Regions from separate parts of the Sus scrofa genome. Here region 1 is linked to region 2. The links are chromatin contacts, called in public HiChIP or PLAC-seq maps. All regions are on one chromosome and are shown on one strand. Each heading gives the region's core, a stretch centred on a gene start, on an enhancer-like site or on the middle of the called end of the contact. The rest is flanking DNA. Distances are from core to core; before and after follow the strand shown.

Region 1 (5,938 bases), core at 1,176-3,675, 140 kb after region 2:
GGCGGGTGGTGATGCAGCCCACAGACCGCCCTTTGTTCATCCATAGACACTTCCATCAGGCACTGGCTGCCCCTCGGGGTGGGGGGTACCCTGTTCTAAATTGAGGGCAGAAGGAGGAAGTGAACAGTGAGGCCTGAGGGTGCAGAGGAGCAGGGTGCCCTGGGCGGTGTTGGGGTAAGCATGATGGGGTGCGCTGGGGGTGTGGGGGTGTGGGGGCCTGGATGCTGCCCCGTAAGCATGATGGGGTGCACTGGGGGTGTGGGGGTGTGGGGGGGCCTGGATGCTGCCCCGTAAGCATGATGGGGTGTGCTGGGCAGTGGGGGGTGTGGGGGGCCCGGATGCTGCCCCCATCTTGCCTCACTGTGTCCTCAAAGCGTCCCAGGGGATGGGTTGCATGGCTCTCATCTCAGCTGAGGAGAGGACAGAGGCCTCGAGGTGAGGCAGGCAATGCCAGGGCAGAGCTTGGGCCTCTTTCTAGGACCTCAGGGAGGCAGTACAGTTGGCGGGAGGTGCAGGAGCCGCAGAGACTTGAAACTGCACATGGCAGGCATGGGGCTCACTGGCCTGGTACCCACCTTGAGGTCAGTGGCTCCTGTCCCTCCTCAGACCTCAAGCTGCAGTCTGTGTCCTGCTGACTGAGGAGCATATGTGTGCCTGGAGAAAGGCCTCTGGGCTCCTCTCCAGCTTCAGGAGGCCAGATTCTTGGCCGTGGTGCCTACTGGACCATAGCAGTGCTCCAGCCTGGCACCTTATCAACTCGTCTTAGGTCAAAATGCCCTCTGACCTCAGAAGTCGTGTGTCTGCTGCTTTGTGTCCCTGGAGTTATCTTGTTTGAGGCACCTACCGGTCAGACAGTTGTGAGAGGAATCCAGAATTCAGCAGAGGTTTTTTTTTTTTCTTTCTTTTTTTTTTTGTCTTTTTGCTATTTCTTTGGGCCACTCCTGTGGCATATGAAGGTTCCCAGGCTAGGGGTTGAATCGGAGCTGTAGCCACTGGCCTATGCCAGAGCCACAGCAACATGGGATCCGAGCCGCCAGTCTGCAACCTACACCACAGCTCATGGCAACGCCGGATCGTTAACCCACTGAGCAAGGGCAGGGACCGAACCCGCAACCTTATGGTTCCTAGTCGGATTTGTTAACCACTGCGCCACGACGGGAGCTCCCTCAGCAGGGTTTTTTAAAATTTCTATTTCTTTTTTCTTTTTAGGGCCACACCCAAGGCATATGGAAGTTCCCAAGCTAGGAGTCAAATTGGAGCTACAGCTGCCAGCCTACGCCACAGCCACAGCAATGTGGGATCCAAGCTGCATCTGTGACCTACACCACAGCTCATGGCAGCACTGGATCCCTGACCACTGAATGAGGCCAGGGATTGAAACCGCATCCCAGTCAGATTAATTTCCTCTGAGCCACAGCGGGAACTCCAGCAGGGTTTTTTTCAGTTCTTTGGTCCTAGGACCATGAACGAGGGTAGCTTCTCTCGGCACAGAGTCTGTGTTGTTGGCATCCAAGGGTTCCTGAGTCAGGTGCTCTCTAGGTCAGAGGGATGGTCTCCACCCCAGGACAGGTTAGCCCTGAGTACGAGAAGGTTTAGGGACTTCAAAATGACCGTAATAACATCCTCGTGCTGATAATCTGAGCATCTTTGGAATTTTGGGTGGTGGTTTTAGAGATTCCATTCGTGTGGTATTCTTGTAACAAAATGCAGTCAAGTAACTGCTCAGACTTCCAACTGAAAGTTAAAAGCCAACCACATTGATATGGAGCATTGGAACAGGGAAGAGAATAACAGGCATTGAGCATTCACAGGCCTAATTTAGCAGAACTGCAGTTGGCATTTACGAAAGGTTTGTAACATTAAAGCCCAAAGTACTTGAAAAGGAAAGAGAATACTCCTTTATAAGTTTAAAAATCTGAAAAATTTTAACCAAGTTTGTAAAAGGAACCAAACATTGACAGCAGACTGCTAAATTTTGTTACTTAGCATAGGCTTAAGGAAGAACTAGGAGCGTTTTTTTTTTGTTTGTTTTGCTCTTTAGGGCTGCACCTGCAGCCTATGGAAGTTCCCAGGCTAGGCAGCCAATCGGAGCTGTAGCTGCCAGCCTATGCCACCGCCACAGCCACAGCAACGAGGGACCGAGCCGCAACTTCGACCTACAGCACAGCTCAAGGCAACACCGGATCCCCCACCCATTGAGCGAGGCCACGGATAGAACCCGCATCCTCGTGGACACTAGTTGGATTCGTTTCCGCTGGCCACAACAGAACTCCCCGACCGAGGAAGTTTTAATTTAAGGAATGTTATTGAGCTCAAGACCCCTAAAACCTCCCGGCATCCCACAAGCCCACGCCTGGCTCGGAGCCCGCCCCCGAGCTCCGCCCTCCGCCGGCGGCAGCGCTGTGCGCACGCGCGGGCCGCCCCCGGAAGCTTGGAGCCCGGAACGCTTGTGCCGGGTCTCGGGCCGGCCGGAGGAGTCCGTCGCCGGGAGCGGTCCGCGGCGCCATGCAGTTGACCCCGCGCGCGCTGTGCGCCGCCGGCCGGGCCGCCTTTCGGGAGAGCTTTCCCGTGGGCGGTCGCGACGTGGCGCGCTGGTTCCCAGGCCACATGGCCAAGGGTAAGGTCTGGCGGGCCGCTGCGGGCCGCACCGTCTACCCGGCTCTTCGTGGATCTCCCTGGAGCGGGGCGGGCGGGGGTTGCGGGGACCTGGTGCCTGGTGCCCGGCAAGGCCCTTCTGCCGCTCGGTTCCCGAAGCTTCGGTTCCCAAGTATGCGCTTAAAGATGTAATTTCCTGAACATTTTGAGAACTAAATGAAGTAGGGGTGCGAAGGCACTTTCGAAGTTGTAGTCAGCTTTTTAATCACCCAACACCTTTGAGACTTAGGTCGAGTCGTTGTTGTCCTCTACCTAAATCCCTCTGGGAATACCTTTCCGTTCATTTGTCAGAATTTGGCCCCAGGAAGACGTTTGGCAGGGGTCCAGCCGGTCTCACCGTGTCGGATTGCCCGCTCCTTCTGCGGTTTAGTGTGTGCGTTGTGCGTGATTCCCGGCGCGCCTGCTCTGCAGGGCTCGGTGCTGAGCGCTCCGCGCAGAGCTTAAATACTGCACCCAGCGTCGCCCACTTGTGGAAGCGGTGGAGGCGGACAGGCTCTGGCCCCACCCTGTGATGTGCAGCTGCCCCTCAGGTCCGGACCTGAGCAGCTCTCCCCCTGCCCCCGAGCCCCTAGGGTTGAATTTGAAGGAGGTGCTCAGCAAATAGTTATAAGTTATTGTTTCTTAGAGCACTGCACCGAGATGTATTCTTTTTAGGTCGTTTATGATGGCGTGTCATTCTTTTTTTTTTTTTTTTTTTTTTTTTGTCTTTTTAGAGCCGCAGCTGTGGCATATGAGGTTCCCAGGCTAGGGGTCGAATTGGAGCTGTAGCTGCTGGCCTAGGCCACAGCTTAGGGCAACGCTGGATCCTTAACCCACTGATCGAGGCCAGGGATCGAGCCCACGTCCTCATGGATACTAGTTGTGTTCTTTAACCACTGAGCCATGACGGGAATTCCTGATGTGTCATTGTTGACAGTTCGACTTAATTCCTCTACTGGTGTTAAAAGGCCATGCCTCCCTTAAGCGTCCTCTTTCTCTTTCCCAGGGCTGAGGAAGATGCAGAGCAGCCTAAAGCTGGTGGACTGTATCCTCGAGGTCCACGACGCCCGGATATCCTTTGGTGGTTGTGACATTGCCTTTGTCCTGTTCTGGCCCAGAGCTCTTAAAACTCAAGGATTTCCCAAGTGAGGAGCATAGAGTGTCTTTTCTTATGTTAATGAGGTGATTTTGAGAAGATCCTAGGTCATCCTAGAGGGGGAGCTGGTTGCGGGGGGAGCCAGCCTGAGGTGGGAGGGTTAGAACTTCGATTCTCACCCCCTGACCTCAGGGCAGGGAGAGGGGCTGCTGATCGAGTTCACTCACCAAAGGCCAGTGATTCCTTCTGTCGGGCCTACAAGATGAAGCTGCCGTAAACCCCTGACGAGTCAGGTCCTGGATGCAGGTTGGCGCCTGGGTGGAGATGCAGGGAGAGTGACACGTGGACAGCTTGGAGTCTCTGAGTGCCCTCCCCATGTCCCCACCCCTTCCATCTGACTGTTCCTGAGTTAGGTCCTATTATAATAAGTCTAATCTAGTAAGGTACGTCTTTTAATTCTTGAGCCCTTCTAGCAAACTAATTTGGCTAGAAACCAAGGAAGGGGTTGTGGGAACCCCTGATCTAGTCATTTGGTCAGAAGTGACAGGTGACAACCTGGACTTGTAACTGGTGTCCAAAGTGGGGGATGGTGGCAGCCCTGAGCCCTTAACCCGTGGGAGGAAATGGCATCTCCAGGTAGGTGGTCAGAATTGGGTTTAAGAGTGGGACAGCCACCTGGTGGTGGGGGGAACCCCCCAACCACACCGAAATTGGGTGCAGAACTGTGGTGGGGAGACCCTCCTGAGTCAGGCAGCGCTGGAGACACAGTAGGAAGCATCATTGCCTTGTTGCCATCAGTCTCTGCGGGTCCTTTGCTCTGGTCCCATCAGTACTGCAGGTGACCTGCAGTGTCACCTGTCATGGTTATTGGCCTCGGAAGCCACGGTTCTCAGTTCTCAGTTACACACGAGAATTCCCCAGGAGGATTTTGTAAATACCAATATCGGCGCCCCTTTCCAGGCCAGTCCATCGGAAGCTGCCCAGTGACACACAGGTAGCATCGTTTGTCTCAGACTTCCGCCTGGCAGGCCAAGCCTTCCGACCCAGGCCAGCAGCAGGGTTCTCCATCGGGATACGAAACCTCAGTTACAGTGTTCCTGCCAACCAGGCTGCGCCTGAGGCATGAACTGGCCGCAAGCAATGGCCCCGTTCGTGATGCGTAGTCTCTTCAGACCTGCTTTTGTTGTATCTGTTTGAGTTACACACTCAGATTCTCCTCACATGACGAAGGTGTTGGTTGGGTCGAGGGTGAGGAGCCATTTCAAAGGCTTGTTGGAATTTCTGTGAAAGGTATTGAGTTTCTCTACCTTAGGCTGAATATATCCATTCCTGGGAGATCTCAGGCCAGTCCGAAGGCTTTACTGGCAGTTATATGTCTGACTATTGTAAGCAATGAAGCCTGCAATTACTGTCCCATGTCCCGTGATGAGAGGCCACTTCTCCTCCTTTTGGTGTCTAGATGTTCTAATTTCTCACCCAGGGTGGCCCCGTGAGATTCAGGAGGCCTTTGATTAACCTCTGAGAGTAGTGCTATACACGGGACGTCCCTTTAGTGTATGGGTGGGGACATAGGGGCTTAACTGGGTGCCAGGACCCAGAGCTTGGGAATGTCACAGCTGGACACGTAGGAGACAAGCACCAGGTTGGAGCTGAGTGCTCCCTGCCTGCTTGTCTGTGTGGGTGTCATGGAGACAGGACCCTTCAGTGAGCCCCAAGGGCCCCTGGCTGGGGGTCTCCACGGGGTCTGCAGAGGGTGGCAGTGGTGGTTTGAGATGGTATCAGGCAGGGCTTGAGAGCAGGCATTCCTTTTGAGTCATCAGATCATTTTGAACCTTAGCAACTAAACGATCTGGTCGTAAAACCTTCCACCGAGCTTTGTTTTTTGTTTTTGCCACCATCTGTTGTTCCTGCTGAAGCCACGCGAGGGCCACTGCCTTGCCTGTCCTCTGCCTCTGGTCCACAGGAAGCAGCTGGGAAGGGATTTTGCCTTAATTTTGCCACATCCCACTTTCGGGCCGAAACCCTCTGTTTCAGGAAACTCTTGGGCTTAAGCCGCACTTGCTAGTCCTCAACAAGATGGACCTGGCGGATCTGAAGGAGCAGCAGGTAACGCCCTTTGCTCTGTGGGGGTATCTCACTTAATTTATGATCCAAATGAATCCGGACCTGTGCCTCCCAGAGGAGGTGACCAGGTCGTGCCCTGCCTGG
Region 2 (5,489 bases), core at 2,519-5,018:
TCTGTGTAGCCTGAGCCCACGAGGTCCCTGGAAAAGAGCTGCTGTGGCCCCTGGGCCCTGCCTGCCTCCCCCAGAGGGCGCCCCCAGAAGCCATTTCTGGCTTGGAGGGGAGGCTGGGCCAGGGAGCCAGACACCCAGGACTCAGGCGTGTGTGGGAGGCGTGGGACCAGCCTGGGGCCTTAGTCCCCTGCTCACCTGTTCTTCCGAAGGTGCACAGTGAAGGCGTGCCCTCTGGCCTCCAGGACATAGCTCACGCTCTCTGGGTACTGGCCCTGAGCCGGGGAAGGGGGCGTCCAGGGAGGGGCGCTCAGCGCCGGCCAGGAAGAGGGGGCGGGGCCCGGGTTGGAGGGGCGGGGCCGGCGGGGCCGCCTTGGTTTCCCATAAGCCCACCCAGGAGAATGACACCCCTGCCCCGGAAGCAAGGGGAGGGGACACAGCGCCAGACGGGCAGCCTCTGGAAGCTGGCGGCCCAGGGGGCGGGGGTGACCCTGCCCCCACGAGGCCCTGCCCCCTCCAGCCCGGGGCTGGGCAGGGGGGCGTCTCCAGCCTGCATCTGCCCCTCAGGAGGCCTGTGCTGTGCCCGTAGGGTGGGCTGGGGCCCAGGGCCGCCGGCGGCTCTGCCTCAGACATGGAGGTCAGGACGGTGGGAGGGGGGTGCTGCCCGTCCTCACGGGCGGGTCTCAGGAATGCCCCCCGGCAGCCCCAGGGAATCCCGCCCAGCGCCAAAGTGTAAGTCAGTCTAAGAGGAATCTGACTTAGCGCAGGAGTGAAACTGGGGAGTGGCCCCCGCCCGCAGGGCTCCTGAAAGAAGACTGGACGGCCCCAGCGGATGCCACCCCGAGGCGGGGCGGGGGAAGGTGAGGCCTGGGGGACGAAGGGGCAAGGCAGTTTGGCAGAGACCCCCCAAGTGGGCTCTGTTGCCCTAAGGGGCCTGCCCAGCCCTCAGCCTTGAAGGCGGCCACTCACTGGATGGGCTCCCAGAAGGGAACCCCTGGGCGGGCCTTCTGCCGAGACTTACCGAGGGGGAGGGCAGGGCTCGGCGGGCGCGGGGTCCTGGCAGGCGCCGGGGCCACACCACCTCGTACTGCTCCAGGTGGGGCAGGGCAGCCCTGGGGGCGACCACTGCCGGAGAGGGTGTCACTCAGAGCACAGTGCCCTGCTGCCCTGGGGGGTCCCTTCCCAGTGGCTGTGGGCCCTGCCCTCCTCTTGGGGAATCGCCTGACAGCATGGGGACCGCAGCGCCGGGACTACAGGGTGAAGAGGGGGCACCACAGGGCGGGCACAGCAGACTCTGAGGTCCGGCTCCCCAGCCCCAGGGTGGATTCTGCATCCAAAAGACCACACGACCCCCAGAGCCAGGGGCGACCGGATGCCCCTCCCCCTCTCCAGAACCGAGGACTCGCGGGGCTGCCCGCCCAGCACTCCGAGCTGAGACTCTCATCTCAGCCGCTCACACAAGTGCATCTGCCTGTAGGGTTCACCCCAGCCCAGATCTAGGAGCTGCCCGTATCCATCACCAGCAGCAGGGCCAGAGTCGAGGACCAAGGGTGATGATTATTTTCTCCCTTTCAAGGTGTCAGTGGTGTGTTTCCAACACCACTGTCCGGCAGCCCTCCAGGAGTCAGAGCCGGAGGGTGGGCCAGCCCAGGGCCCCTGCGCAGAAAGCACCCTCTCCCCAGAGCCCCAGGAGGACCTCAGGACCCAGGGCCAGCCGCATCGTCAGTCCCCCCAAGGGAGAGGCAGGTCCATATGTGGCAAGACAACCCCTGGGGTGCCCCTACACCTCAGCACCAGGCCACTGCTCCCCGTGCCCCTTCCCTGCCAGGCTGGGGTCCTGGTGCAGGTGGAGGCGGGGGCTGCTCCAAGGCCTTGGGATGGAGCCCAAGCAACTGGTCCCCCCTGCTCTGTCCCTGCACCCCCCCCCCGCCCAGGAAACGCCCAGGTGGCCATTTCCCCCCACAGTTCTCTTTTGAAGTTTCTGTCTCCAGGGCCTCACCCCTGAGTGGCCACTGGCCACCTCTGCCTCCAATGACTCCAAGAGACCAGCCCAGAGCCCTGTGCGGGGCGCAGGGGGCCAGGGGACCAGAGGAGCCAGACCCCGACACCCAGCACTCACCCTGCAGCCACAGCGAAGCCAGCAGCGGGAGCTCGAGGCCGCGCATGGCACGGGGTGGACGAGGGAGGAGGTGGCCTGAGGGTCGGGGCCTGGCAGGCTCAGGGCCCGAGGTTCCAGGGTCCAGGCCAGGGATCTGGAGGTCTGGGGTCGTTCACGGTGAGCGCGAGGAGGAAGTTCCGCGCCCAGCGGCGCAGTACTGGCTCAGGGACTCACTCCCGCGCGCCCCGCCCTGGCGGCCAGCCCCCCGCCCGCCGCCAATCGGCTCCAGGGACGCTGGGAGGGGCGGGGCCTGGGCACCTGGGGGCCAGCCCCGCCCCGCCTCCCAGGTGTATTTCTGGTCCCCCGCGGCTCTTGGATAGTGTTGTCCCTTATCCAGGGTCCAGCAAAACTTGATAAGCACGGACCGAATTAACGCAGGGGTAGGTGGACACGCTGACCCGGGCCACTCTGGCCTGGTACCTGGGATTCAGGCCTCCTGCAGCTGGACTGGCTGGTGGGGCCCAAGCCTCGCTGCTGGATGTGCTCCCTGGGCCATGTCCAGGCTGCAGGTGAAAGGGCGTGGGGCCCACAGGGCTCCAGACCAGGCAGGCAACGGCCCACCATCTCCCCCAAAGTGAATGGCAGAAAAGCAAGACAAGGCGGGAAGGGCCACACACACTTTGGGGCATCTCGGGCGCAGGTGACAAGCCCCAAGGCCACAGTGACGGCGCAGGCAGCTCCTGTCCCTGAGCTCACACCCAACTGCGTGTTACGAAACCACGCAAACCCTCCTGGCAACTGCACTTCTCTTCTCTGGTGCCACATATGCCACCTGAAAGCAGAAGTGCCGAAGCAGCAAGCCCCTATTTGGGCAAAAACACCCACGGTGAGCTGCCCAGACCAGGACACTCGGCTCACCAAGGACGCCACACTGGTGGCCAGGACCCCCACCCTCCACCCCATGCCCACAGTCCGCTCCCTCCCACCGTCACCGCGTGCAACCTGGAGGTGCCTCAGAAAACCCCGCTGCCCAAGCCTAGGACAGGGGCCCGGGGCTTTGGGACTTGGGGTCAGATGGGCATCTGTGCTCAGCTCCCGAGTTGCACAAGCTGGGACTGCAGCAATTCGGTCAGCAGATAAGCCTGCTTACTCACAAGTCATGCCTGCACACACGGCAGCTGAGGAGAGGAAGCAGTTTGTGGCTTGCAGCCACCCCTCAGCTCCGGGCATCCCCTCCACAGGGCACCCCTGTCCTTGGGCACCCTCATCAACCCTCATCTGCCCAGGGGCCTCCTGGAGCGGATGGTCAGAACTCAATCTTGAAAATGGCACACGTGGAATTCAGCGGAAAGAGGCAGCTTGGCTGGGAAGGGCCCACAGCAGCACCAAGGTATTCACGGCAGGTCGCCCCCAGGAGGGCTGGACAAGGCTCGGCCCCACAGGACACAGCCCTTGGCCCAGGCAGCTCATCCATCCTCAGAGGTGACTCACATGCCAGGCCACTCCAGCTACAGGACCAGGGGCTCTGCTGCCCCCTGCTGCCCAGACCAAACCCAGGCCCACAGTTTGAGGGCTTCCTGCTGACCTCAGGGAGCCCTGCCCCAGTCACAGGGACAGGGGTGGGCACCAGGCTGCGACGGTGCCCCCGCGGCACCACGGAGACCGTGCTCACGTTGTTCAGATGCTGTGTGTTTTGACTGTGTCTTACTCGAGGCCAAAAAAATTCTTTAAAGTGACTCTGCTCAACTCAGAAGTGTCTGGTCTGAGTGTGTGAACCCTGAGAAACGACAGGAGATGAGTGCAGATGCTTCTAGACTTTATGCTTAAACAAGAACACACGCACACGAGTTCCAGGAACTCCTGATGAAAGACCTCTGAACTCATCCACCTGCAGCTTCACTGTGCGGTGACGGCGACCCTGGGCACTAGAGCTGGGGGCCCCCGAGGCCCGGGCACTGGGGGGGCTGCCTTCTGGCTCCTCTCTGCGGACAAGCGCTCTAGCCGCTCGGTGTAGAAGCCGTTAAAGTCAAGCCTGTGGGGAAGCAAGTGGGGTCCTTGCAGATATGGGGGCGGGGGCTCCCCTGGGGGCTGTGCTGGCAACCCCCTTTCCGGCCCACAGCGAAGGGCCGGCTCTGCCCCAGGCGCCGGGGTGCTCAGGTGGCCAGCACCCGTGGGCCCTGGGTTCCGCCTGCCCCAGCGTTGCTGGCATGGGAGCTGGGCCACAGGAGGACGCTAAGCTGAGACGGACGCCTCCAGGCCGGATGGCGGGGCTCTGCAACCCTGGCCCAGGACCCAGAGACGCCTGTGGGCAACACAGAGTGGTCCCGAGGCTTGGCTAAGTCTCAGGCGGCCCACCAGGCTGCCCCTCCCCACCAGGCGCCCCCCTCAAGTGAGAAGACCACCACGACCCCCTGAGGGGCAGGGACCCACAAACCCTGCTGGCCAGTCTGTAGCCACCACACCCCCGTCCTCTCCACACAGACCCTACGGACTCCTGCTCGCATCAGACCTGTATGCTGGCCGTTCCCAGGGTTGCTGAAGTGCACCCCAGACAGTCACGGCAGCTCGAGGTGCTGGTCTGAGGCACAGCCAGCCCCATGCACCCAGCAAGGCAGACCGGATGAGCTGACCGGACCCCCCCCCAACTGCTCCCAGCGACTTCCTGTCCCCCCGCTCCCCCCAGGACAGCACCTCATTGCTCACCTGCAAACAGGGCCAAAGGGCCCTTCTAGTGCCCTGGGTCCTGGCTCAGGCGCACAGCGCTGAGTGCAGTTGACCAGGGCCCTGGGGGCACTGACAAACTGGGGGACTGATGGGGCAACCCGGTGCCCACTGGTGAACACACACACGTGTGTGAGCACACCCATCTGGGAATGCACACACGTGAACACACACACGTGTACACGTGCTGTCCCCCCAGCAAGTGACCAGCAGTGGTGGCAGCAGAGGAAGGAGGCCAAGGACAGCGGCCTCAGCCGAGCCGATGTGGCCCCAGTCACACCTGCCCTGGGTGACGGAGGGTGCATGGCGAGCGGCGTGGACGCGAGGGCCGTGGCGCCCACCTGGAGATGACGCTGGCCATGCCGTGCTCGCAGTCGCTGGTGCTGTAGATGCTCAGCCGGGCCAGGAGGTCGAGCAGGTGCGCTGAGAAGTTCTTATCGAACTTGGTGATGGTGGCCTCAAAGCTGGAGGCCAGCTGCGGAGCGTCCACGTGCTCGGCCAGGCACTGCAAGACACGCCACCTCCGGCGGCTCAGCCTTTCTCTTTTTTTTAATAGAAGAAAGTGTCTTGGGAAGTTTTCAGTGATAAGAGGTAAAAAGACAGGCCAGTGTGAAAATTCCTGAGACGCAGGACATGCTGCGGTAGCTGGCCTGCCTCCCCTGCCACTGGGCGC

What was found. HiChIP or PLAC-seq counts read pairs in DNA pulled down with a chosen protein or histone mark.
Region 1: an H3K27ac HiChIP or PLAC-seq map of alveolar macrophages shows a contact between it and region 2. The contact joins the promoter of MTG1 here to the promoter of ADAM8 in region 2. A contact is called at or near these places in 1 of 5 promoter capture datasets (fetal liver) and 1 of 2 datasets of contacts at active chromatin or transcription factors (alveolar macrophages).

What each region holds. Positions count from the first base shown.
Region 1 is chr14:141,369,819-141,375,756 of Sscrofa11.1, forward strand. It overlaps MTG1 (mitochondrial ribosome-associated GTPase 1), which reads left to right and starts at 2,426. Exons shown (of 11, transcript XM_003483583.4): 1 at 2,426-2,617; 2 at 3,641-3,705; 3 at 5,732-5,836. The coding sequence starts at 2,506.
Region 2 is chr14:141,229,960-141,235,448 of Sscrofa11.1, forward strand. It overlaps ADAM8 (disintegrin and metalloproteinase domain-containing protein 8), which reads right to left and starts at 3,769. Exons shown (of 24, transcript XM_021073932.1): 1 at 2,117-3,769; 2 at 1,019-1,122; 3 at 196-272; 4 at 1-27. The coding sequence starts at 2,162. TUBGCP2 (gamma-tubulin complex component 2) reads right to left here. Exons shown (of 18, transcript XR_002338877.1): 17 at 5,158-5,358; 18 at 3,895-4,127.